Linked DNA regions of Mus musculus: region 1 is linked to region 2. Evidence: chromatin contacts called from public Hi-C data. All regions are on one chromosome and are shown on one strand. Each heading gives the region's core, a stretch centred on a gene start, on an enhancer-like site or on the middle of the called end of the contact. The rest is flanking DNA. Distances are from core to core; before and after follow the strand shown. Region 1 has its middle 75 kb from the start of Dynlrb2. Region 2 has its middle 23 kb from the start of Gm51552.

Region 1 (3,883 bases), core at 229-2,728, 690 kb after region 2:
CCAATGTCTCTCTGGGACCTATGAGAAGACCCACAACAGGTGTGGAGCTGAACTGGAGGATGGGTGGCACAGAAGGGGGGAGGAGAAGGGGGAGAGAGAGGGAAGAGAAGAGATGAGGAGAGGAAGAAGAGAAGAGGAAGAGGGGGACAAAAAGGAAGAAGAAGGAGGAAAAGGGGAAGGGGAAGGGGAAGGCAGAAGCATCCAGGTATGTATGGAAGCCTGAGTTTATCCAAACCAAGACAAAGGGATAGCATGAAACCTCTGGACAGCTGTTCTTGCATCTCTACATTCTGGGGTATGGTTTGGGTTATGTACGTATGATTTAGATTAAATCCAAGGCCTACCTTTAACATTCTTATGGACTCTGTGCACAGTCACGATTGCGCAAACATAAGAGCTAGCAGAAGAGGAATGTATACTCCCTTCTTCTGTGAAGAGCGTCTCAGGAGTCATTTACAGGACTGTTCCAGAAGCCTGTGACCTGACCCATAATAGACATCCAACAGATACACCCTTCCCCATGTGTCCTTGCCTGGCTGGCTCCTCAAGGTTTTGAGCATCTCCAATGTAGATAGAGTTGAGATTACAAATCTGCAAATAAGAAAGAGGAGGAGTAAGAGAAGGAGGGAAGAAGGATGAAGAGAAGGTAGTGGTAGGGGAATAAGAAAAGGAGGGAGGACATTAAAATATACAGAGCAAGCATAGTGCTGCCAAGTGTGTTTCTCACACATCCCTGACAACTACCCATGAGGAAGACATCATCAGACTCATGAAACTGTAGAGGAGCCGAGACGTCGGAAAAGGGAATCTTCACTGCTTTGGCTCCAGACACCTAAGTCACCGAAGTCTGCCTAGATTCCAATTTCCTAGTTTGCATTTTATCACCTTGCACCCAGGACCTCAAGTCTGGTCTGAACTGTCTCATCCCATAATAGTCTTTGTCACCAAAAACATCCAGAAAGAGGAAGTAAACGAGAAAGCATATGACCTTAGTCTCACTCACCCAGATTTAGACAGAGAGGAAAGCATTGCAAGAGATGACACCAGAGCTCACTGTTTCCAGGGAGGGACACACTTGAAGAGACAGAGGCTGAGACTCTACTGCAGACACTGCTGACAGCTCTCTGGGGAATGCTGAGTAACAACTCCAGTCTCTGACCCTCAATATCCTCACCTACAGACTGAGCATTTGGATGACTCCGGGACACAGAAGCCCCCATCTCCAACATATATGTCATCCTAGGCCCTACGTTCCAGATAGCAAGCTGAAATCTGGGGAACCTGTATTTTTTTCAGGCCCTCAGACACAACTCTGTCTCCTCCATGTAGCCTAAACCAGAGATAAAAGTTAAGAAACTTGACTCTATGGGCTAGAGAGGGGCTCTGTGGTTTAAAGTGGCTACTGCTCTTACAGAAGGCCCGTTTGGTTCGGTATATCCATATTGGGCAGCTCACTCCCTCCTGTAACTTCAGCTCTACTGGAGTCAGCTCCCTCTTCTGGCTTTCATGGGAACCTACGTGCATATGTACAGCGTGTGTGTGTGTGTGTGTGTGTGTGTGTGTGTGTGTGTGTACAAGAACAAATTGAAAAATTGAAAAAAAAATTTTAAATAAAAATAAAATAAGGAAACTTGAATGGAGAAGGGACAGAACGCATCCCTGATCAGCTTCAGCCAAGCGAGGATTATTCTGCAGTTTCTATTTGCCAAAGGAAAATTACATTCCACAACACCCAGAGGAGGAGGTGAAGGGAGGAAGCTGCTGCTTCCAATGAGGACTTCATTCCAGAAATCCCACATACTGGCCTCACAAGAGCCCTAGTGTGATAAAGAGATGACTATTTCGGATGAGAGGATCCAGTCCTCCGGGAGAGGTGGGAGGAGGACAAGGCCAGGGCTCACTCCCAGGGAAGTGCAGCTCAGCCCTCAATTGCGATATGGATACTGCATTTCCAGGGTAATGACTTCAACCTGGTGGAGCCAAAAACCTGTCGCCATTAAGTATGTTTTCAATTGGGAAATGGAAGCACATAGGTGCTGGCAGCAACACAGGAAAGCAAGTCTTCATTAGAGCCTGAGAGTTCACGCCCACATCTGGGCCGGGCGGTGCGGCCGCTGCCAGGCCTGGCACAAGCTTGTGCCATCTCTCAGCCTCAGAAGTCAGAATGGGAGGACACCATTTTCTCAGTAAATTTCCGGGTTTTAAAAACAACTGCCAGGACATGGGGAAATGGCTCAGTCAGTAAAGAGTTTGCTATGGAAGCATGACAAAGCAAGCTCAAGTCCCTAGAACCTCTGTATGAAATCTGGGCACAGTGGGACATGCCTGTAATTTCTGCTCTGGGGAGGTGGAGACCGAACCCAGCTGATTCAGGTAAGAAACTCTGTCTCAAAAACTAAAGGAGAGAACTACTGAGGTAGATGCTTTTCCTAGTTTCATTTCCATTGCTGTTTTCATCCTGAACAGAAAATAACACAACACAAAACAAAACAAGCAAACAAAAACAAACAAACAACAACAACAAAAAAAAAAAAACCAAAGAGGTGAAAGGGTCTTATACTTACAAACTATAATTCATTATTTTGGGAAAGTCAAAGTAAAGATGTACAAGTCAGGAGTGATCAATGAATGCATCCTTGTTTCCTTGCTCCCAGCTAGCTTTCTCCTCTGTTATAGTTTCAGAACTCACTGCCTACGGGATGGTGCCACCCACAATGGACTGTGTCTTCTACATCAATCACCAATCAGGCCATGCTTAGAAGTCAACCTAACCTAGATAATTCTTTATAAAGACTTGCTTCTCAGGTGATTCTAGAGTGTGTCAAGTTGGCAGTGAAAACCAAACCAGCACAGTACCTAACGTCAACCTCTAGCCTAAGCAAACACACACATATATGAACACACAAATGAACATATAACATGCATATATATATATATATATATATATATATGCCATAAAATCTGTTATTCCCATTTTCAACTGAACATAAGTTTTTCCTGATACCGCACATTTCTGAACACTCTACCCACAGCTCTCAACCTTCCACCTATGAGCCTAGGAAGACAGAACTGAGCACCCAAGTGAGTCTCCAACACTATTTCCTGTATATCCTTCAGGCATGGTAGCATGACATTGGACTGATCTGTCCTTTCCCCCCACCCCACCCCCAGACTCTGTCCATCCATCACTATACCTCACTCTTTTCCTCCTTCCCTGTTTTAAACACCATGGAAAGTGAACATCCCAGGTAGAACTTGATCTGTGGAGTCAGAAAACAATGGCCACAGTCTTGATCCTCATGTGGTTTCATATCTCGGCAACTTTCATTCTTGGTGAAATAGAAGAAGTGAAGACTCAATTCCCCAGTGTAGGGGAGTGCCAGGGTGGTGAGGTGGGAGTGGGTGGGTTGGTGAGGAAGCACCCTCATAGAAGCAGGGTTCTGGAGGGGAAACCAGGAAAGGTGGTAACATTTGAAATGTAAATACATAAAATATCCAATGGGAAAAAGAAAGAAAAAAATGAAAATGTATAGAAAGATCTTAATGTGTGGTTGTCAGGGATTGGTCCATTCCTTTCAGCCCTCCTTCCAGAATGTTCTTTTGGAATATGATAATTGCTGTTCAAAAGTGAGTTTCATGAAGGAAACTATGGGCAACATTTATGATGGGGTGCAGGAGCCTGAACAATCTCCCATCTCAGATGGCTTAAGGTCAAGCTCCTAAAAGACCTGATAGCCATGATAGAACTTGATGGATTCAGCTAGAAGGGAGGAGACACTTTGACAAAGCATAGGAAAGCAGAATAAATGTTGGGATACCAAACTTATGTGGTAATGGAAGAACTCAGAGTTTGGTCAGTGAAGATGGTTCCTTGGGTCACTAG
Region 2 (4,291 bases), core at 834-3,333:
TGGAGACCAGCACAGCTCTATAGTTAGAGTCCAGTTTATCTTTTAAGGTTGGGCCAAGTCATATTCATAGAGGTTGTGTCTTGGTTTGTGAATTCCTCAGCTTCTTGGCTGGGTTGTCTTCTTGCCCAGTCATTAGTAGCTATTGATGTACATGTTATAGAGTATGTGTTCCCATCTGATGACAGTTTTGTAAAGCCCAGCGAACCCAACACCCATCAGTCTATTGGATGTCACTTGAATCTAAAGCCTGGGTCTTTTCAGGTTGATAGTTGAGCTGTATCAGATCATGGCAGGCATTTACATATGGACTACCACATCCATTTAAAGTCTATCAAGCTTCCTAAGAACTCTTGATTATTAAAAACAGCACCAACAACAACAACAAAAAAAAAAAGACTTTTTTTTTCAGTTTAAGGGCTAGAAGAAGTCTATGTTAGTCTTACATCCTCAAACATTTTTCAATAGCTATAGCAGCCTAGTTGGGTTTTTGTATAAAATTATACACATTATACAATCTATGCAGAATATAATTAATACCATAATAATTTATATCAGGCCTAATAGACTTTTATATTTCCTGCTTTTTCTTCTGAATATGTAAACATTCCTTGGGCTATTCAATGTTCTGGCAGCATATGTTCATTGATTATATAGAATTTAACTGTGTGTTTTTAAAGTAATTCACTTATTTTGTTTATTTGAAAACAGTAAATTTCCCTTCAGATTTTCAAAAAAAAAAAGCCTGTTGTTTTGATATATACGTGTGTGTGTGTGTCATTGTGTCATTGAATATAATTGCTGGAGATCTGATAGTTTCTCTATAGCATATATCAAAACTAGAGATCACAATGCATTGGTACAATGTCAAGCACACACAGAGCCCAGAATGAGCCTTTGGGTGGGTGGGGGGGGGGCGTTAGCACTACAAAAAAAATCCCCTGTATTTCTAGGTAAAAGTTGCAAATATTTTAAGGCTTTCCTATACAAAGAAGTTTCTAGAAAATTACATCTCTCTGCACTCTTGGGAATATTGCTATGCAGTTTTTAAAGATCATTATTAATTTGGAAAGCAACGTCTCTTTGTTAACAATACCTTAATAGTATTCCCTGACTTTATTCCCTTTGGAGACTCCCATTTTTGTTTCAAGCGACTCATCTTCAACCCCAAACCCAGTGACATCCCCTAAAGAGCTCCAAGAGGCAAACAAAGACCCAGCTAGGCTACTTGGTGTGCATAGGTGGTTGTGTTTACAAAGATAAGTGTATACATGCTCACTATGGCATACCAAGTGAAGATATATACAGAGGCCCAATATAAAGTTGGCTTTAAAAGACTCATCTAACCACTCGTTTTAAATCTTTAGTGGCACAAATGAACAACTTGGCCTTCAGCTTTAACGTGCGATTCACAGCCAAGACGAGCAGCTGTTAGCAGTTTGTTGAGGAGAGAAAAAGAAGTCTAGAGTAACAGAGGCTATGGCACATATCAGGCTCTGTGCTGGGTGCCACGGTGCGGTTTCTCCCTCTTCCTCTCACCATATTTTCCAGTTCTTGGTCTAAGGAAGTCAGTGCTAAGGTTAAGAGGTATCACAACCTCTAGCCAGCACTGCAACAGTCACTGCCTTGTACTCAAGTCCTCTCTTAAGTAGAGCCCTGCCTCTGTGGCCACTTGGACAGCAACTCTTCTATTGGCTTCTTCCTTGTCACTTAGGAATCTTTACTGTTCCCTTTGCATCCTTGTTCAGATACCGAGTAAGATGCTGAACACAGGCGCTGATCACAGACTCGTCTTTGGCTCTCTGAACTGTGACGTTCACTTAGGAGCTTGATAGCTGGGAAGGCCTGGTGATCAGAACACTTCCCGGAAGGAGCTTGTATGCTTCCTTCTTGGGTCTTTGGGTTCTCCTGAGGCCATATCAGTGTGCCTTGTTGGGTTAAAATTCTCCAGCTGAGAGTGACATCTGCCACAGAGATTTCCTCTTCCTCCCAGCTGGGCCCACACATCGCCATGAGTGAGTCATAAGCGAACACTGGAGCTGCCTCCTCTCTCTGTGGGACTTTGAGTCCTCTAACCATACTTGGGCTTTGGTCTCCCTGTAAGGATGATTCAGCGGAAACTTATGGTGAAATGGATCACCATAGCAACTTTCAGTAGATACCCATGCAAATTAGAGAGTGGAAAGGTACGGTTTTCAACATCCCCAGACCAACTGCTACCTTCTGAGGCCTGTGGGGATTGGATCCCAGACACTTTGAAGCTGACACGCAGTCAGCCCAACTGTGTATCACACCTGGCCCCGATCTGCTGAAACCTTCAGAAGCTACCAGGAGATAAGCGGAGCCAGAGGAGGTGGCTTCCCCATGCTAGATTCCACGTTGGGTAGGGAAGAGATCTCAAAGTGGATCTGGGAAATAGCAGGGAGGGGTGTCATGCTTTTCTCTGTGTTATTCACCAGCCTTAGAGTCTACATCAAACACAGTAGATGGACCTACAGAATTTTTGTCAGTCAGAAGAAGGTGACTGTGGAGCTCAGCCGGGACCCAGAGTGTCTGCAGGAGGGATTAGAAAGTCTTTGGTACATATTAGTCTTTTGATAAATGAAAGCTACTTCTGGTCTCCCCTCTGTAGCTCCACAGCCTCCTGTCCTTGTTTTTCCTTCTTCCTTTTTTTCCCCTTGCTTTGGTGTGTGTGTGTGTGTGTGTGTGTGTGTGTGTATGTGTGTGTGTGTGTGTTCATATGGACAGGTACATATGGAGATCAGGGGTTGACATTGTCTTCCTTGGCTGCTCTTCACATTATCATTTGACCCTGGTTTCTTACTGAGCCTGGACCTCAGTCATTCTGCATGATAGTAAGCCCCAGGGTTCCTCCTCTTTCCATTTTCCCAGCAATGTGATCTCATGCACACCACCATGGTATCTGTTCCTGTTTTTTTTTTTTTTTAAATTGATTTAGGTGACTGGGCTCTAAAGACAGGCCTACACAGTTCAGCCGTTGGACTGGGATGGGATGTGCTGCTGTGTGCTGAAATGTCAGGAAGGTAAGTGGGTGTGGAAGAAATGGATCACTGGGACAAACCTGCTGTAGGACGAGCTTCTCTTGTGGTCACTCATCTTTGTGCCAAGATAGGTGGAACTCACTGGGTGAGATCTGCACCAGCCCCAAAGGAAGGGCATTTATGCCACCCCTGGGGGCAGAGTTCTAGGACCTCACAACTTCTCAAAAATTCCTGAGGATGCTGTCAAGCTACAGCACCATGTCTGCCTTGCTCTGCTTCCAAGAGTGAAGTGTCGAAGGGGAGAGAAGGGAATAGGTTGAGTCCAGGGAAAGGAGAGAGAAAAGACACTAGACAAAGGCTGCTGAGCTGCCTTAGTGAGTTCAGGTTGTACAAGCCTAAGGGCCCGGGTTTGAGCAGCACCCATGTTAAAAGAAAAAAAAAAGCCCACAAACAAGTCTAGTTCTTTGAGGATTTCCCAAAATTCCAGTGCTGGGAGGCAGAGACCAGAGGGTTTTGGGTTTCCTAGCCAACTGGTCTAGGGGAACAGCAAGCTACAGAATGAGTGTGGGAACCTGTCTCAAAAGATGACTGAGTAATATTCAACATTGACCTCTGGCTTCCAAATGCAAGAACATGCCCCAACACACACACACACACACACACACACACACACCCCACAAAATTAAATGAAACTAAAGTTGTTGACAGGCCTCCAGTCTTTGACATGGTTAACAATCATCTCTAAAAGAGAATGTTCCAGAATTGGCAGTTGGGCTCATCCACAGGACCTATTTCCTTTTGCATGGTGGGGGGTCGGAGATCTGACATTGTGCATAGCAGCTAACTGCCTTCCTATAGGCTTTCTAATCAACTTCCAGCCCCAAAGACCAGTATAGAAGATTAGACTGCCTCTCTGAGGTCTCTCTTTTCATGGTCCTTCAGAGACTTCCACACACCAACTTTATCCATTGTCTTCTTTACATCAGTAAGTCATATGATCCAAATTGTAAGGACATAAATCTTGCAGGTGGGTGGAATGAGGACGCACACCCACACACCTTTTCTTCATTTAAAATCCAGGTCTTAAATTGCAGTGCAGTGATTCTCAAAGGGTTGGTAATGCTTAAAACAAATTGCTAATGTTAAGGGGGAGGGAACATTATAATCAGGCATAAATTACACACGTATATATTCTATGTACCCATGAACTTGGGTATGTCCATTTAATGACTTGTTTGCCCTGATCGACAAACCAATTCCATCAAACTAAGAAACCAAAGCAGCCACAGGAC

What was found. A called contact is a pair of places that touch in the nucleus more often than the background predicts.
Region 1: a Hi-C map of bone marrow-derived macrophages shows a contact between it and region 2, with 15 read pairs. The contact joins two enhancer-like sites. A contact is called at or near these places in 1 of 484 Hi-C or Micro-C datasets (bone marrow-derived macrophages) and 1 of 115 datasets of contacts at active chromatin or transcription factors (embryonic basal ganglia).

Annotation. Positions count from the first base shown.
Region 1 is chr8:116,428,358-116,432,240 of GRCm38.p6, forward strand. No RefSeq gene overlaps it. Among named protein-coding and RNA genes, the nearest start is that of Dynlrb2, 75 kb to the right of the region's middle. Within about 2 kb of position 1,479, at least 29 of the 459 cell types and tissues checked have an H3K27ac peak or open chromatin away from gene starts, as enhancers often do. A contact at or near this core is called in bone marrow-derived macrophages, where this site is marked.
Region 2 is chr8:115,740,733-115,745,023 of GRCm38.p6, forward strand. No RefSeq gene overlaps it. Among named protein-coding and RNA genes, the nearest start is that of Gm51552, 23 kb to the left of the region's middle. Within about 2 kb of position 2,084, at least 44 of the 459 cell types and tissues checked have an H3K27ac peak or open chromatin away from gene starts, as enhancers often do. A contact at or near this core is called in bone marrow-derived macrophages, where this site is marked.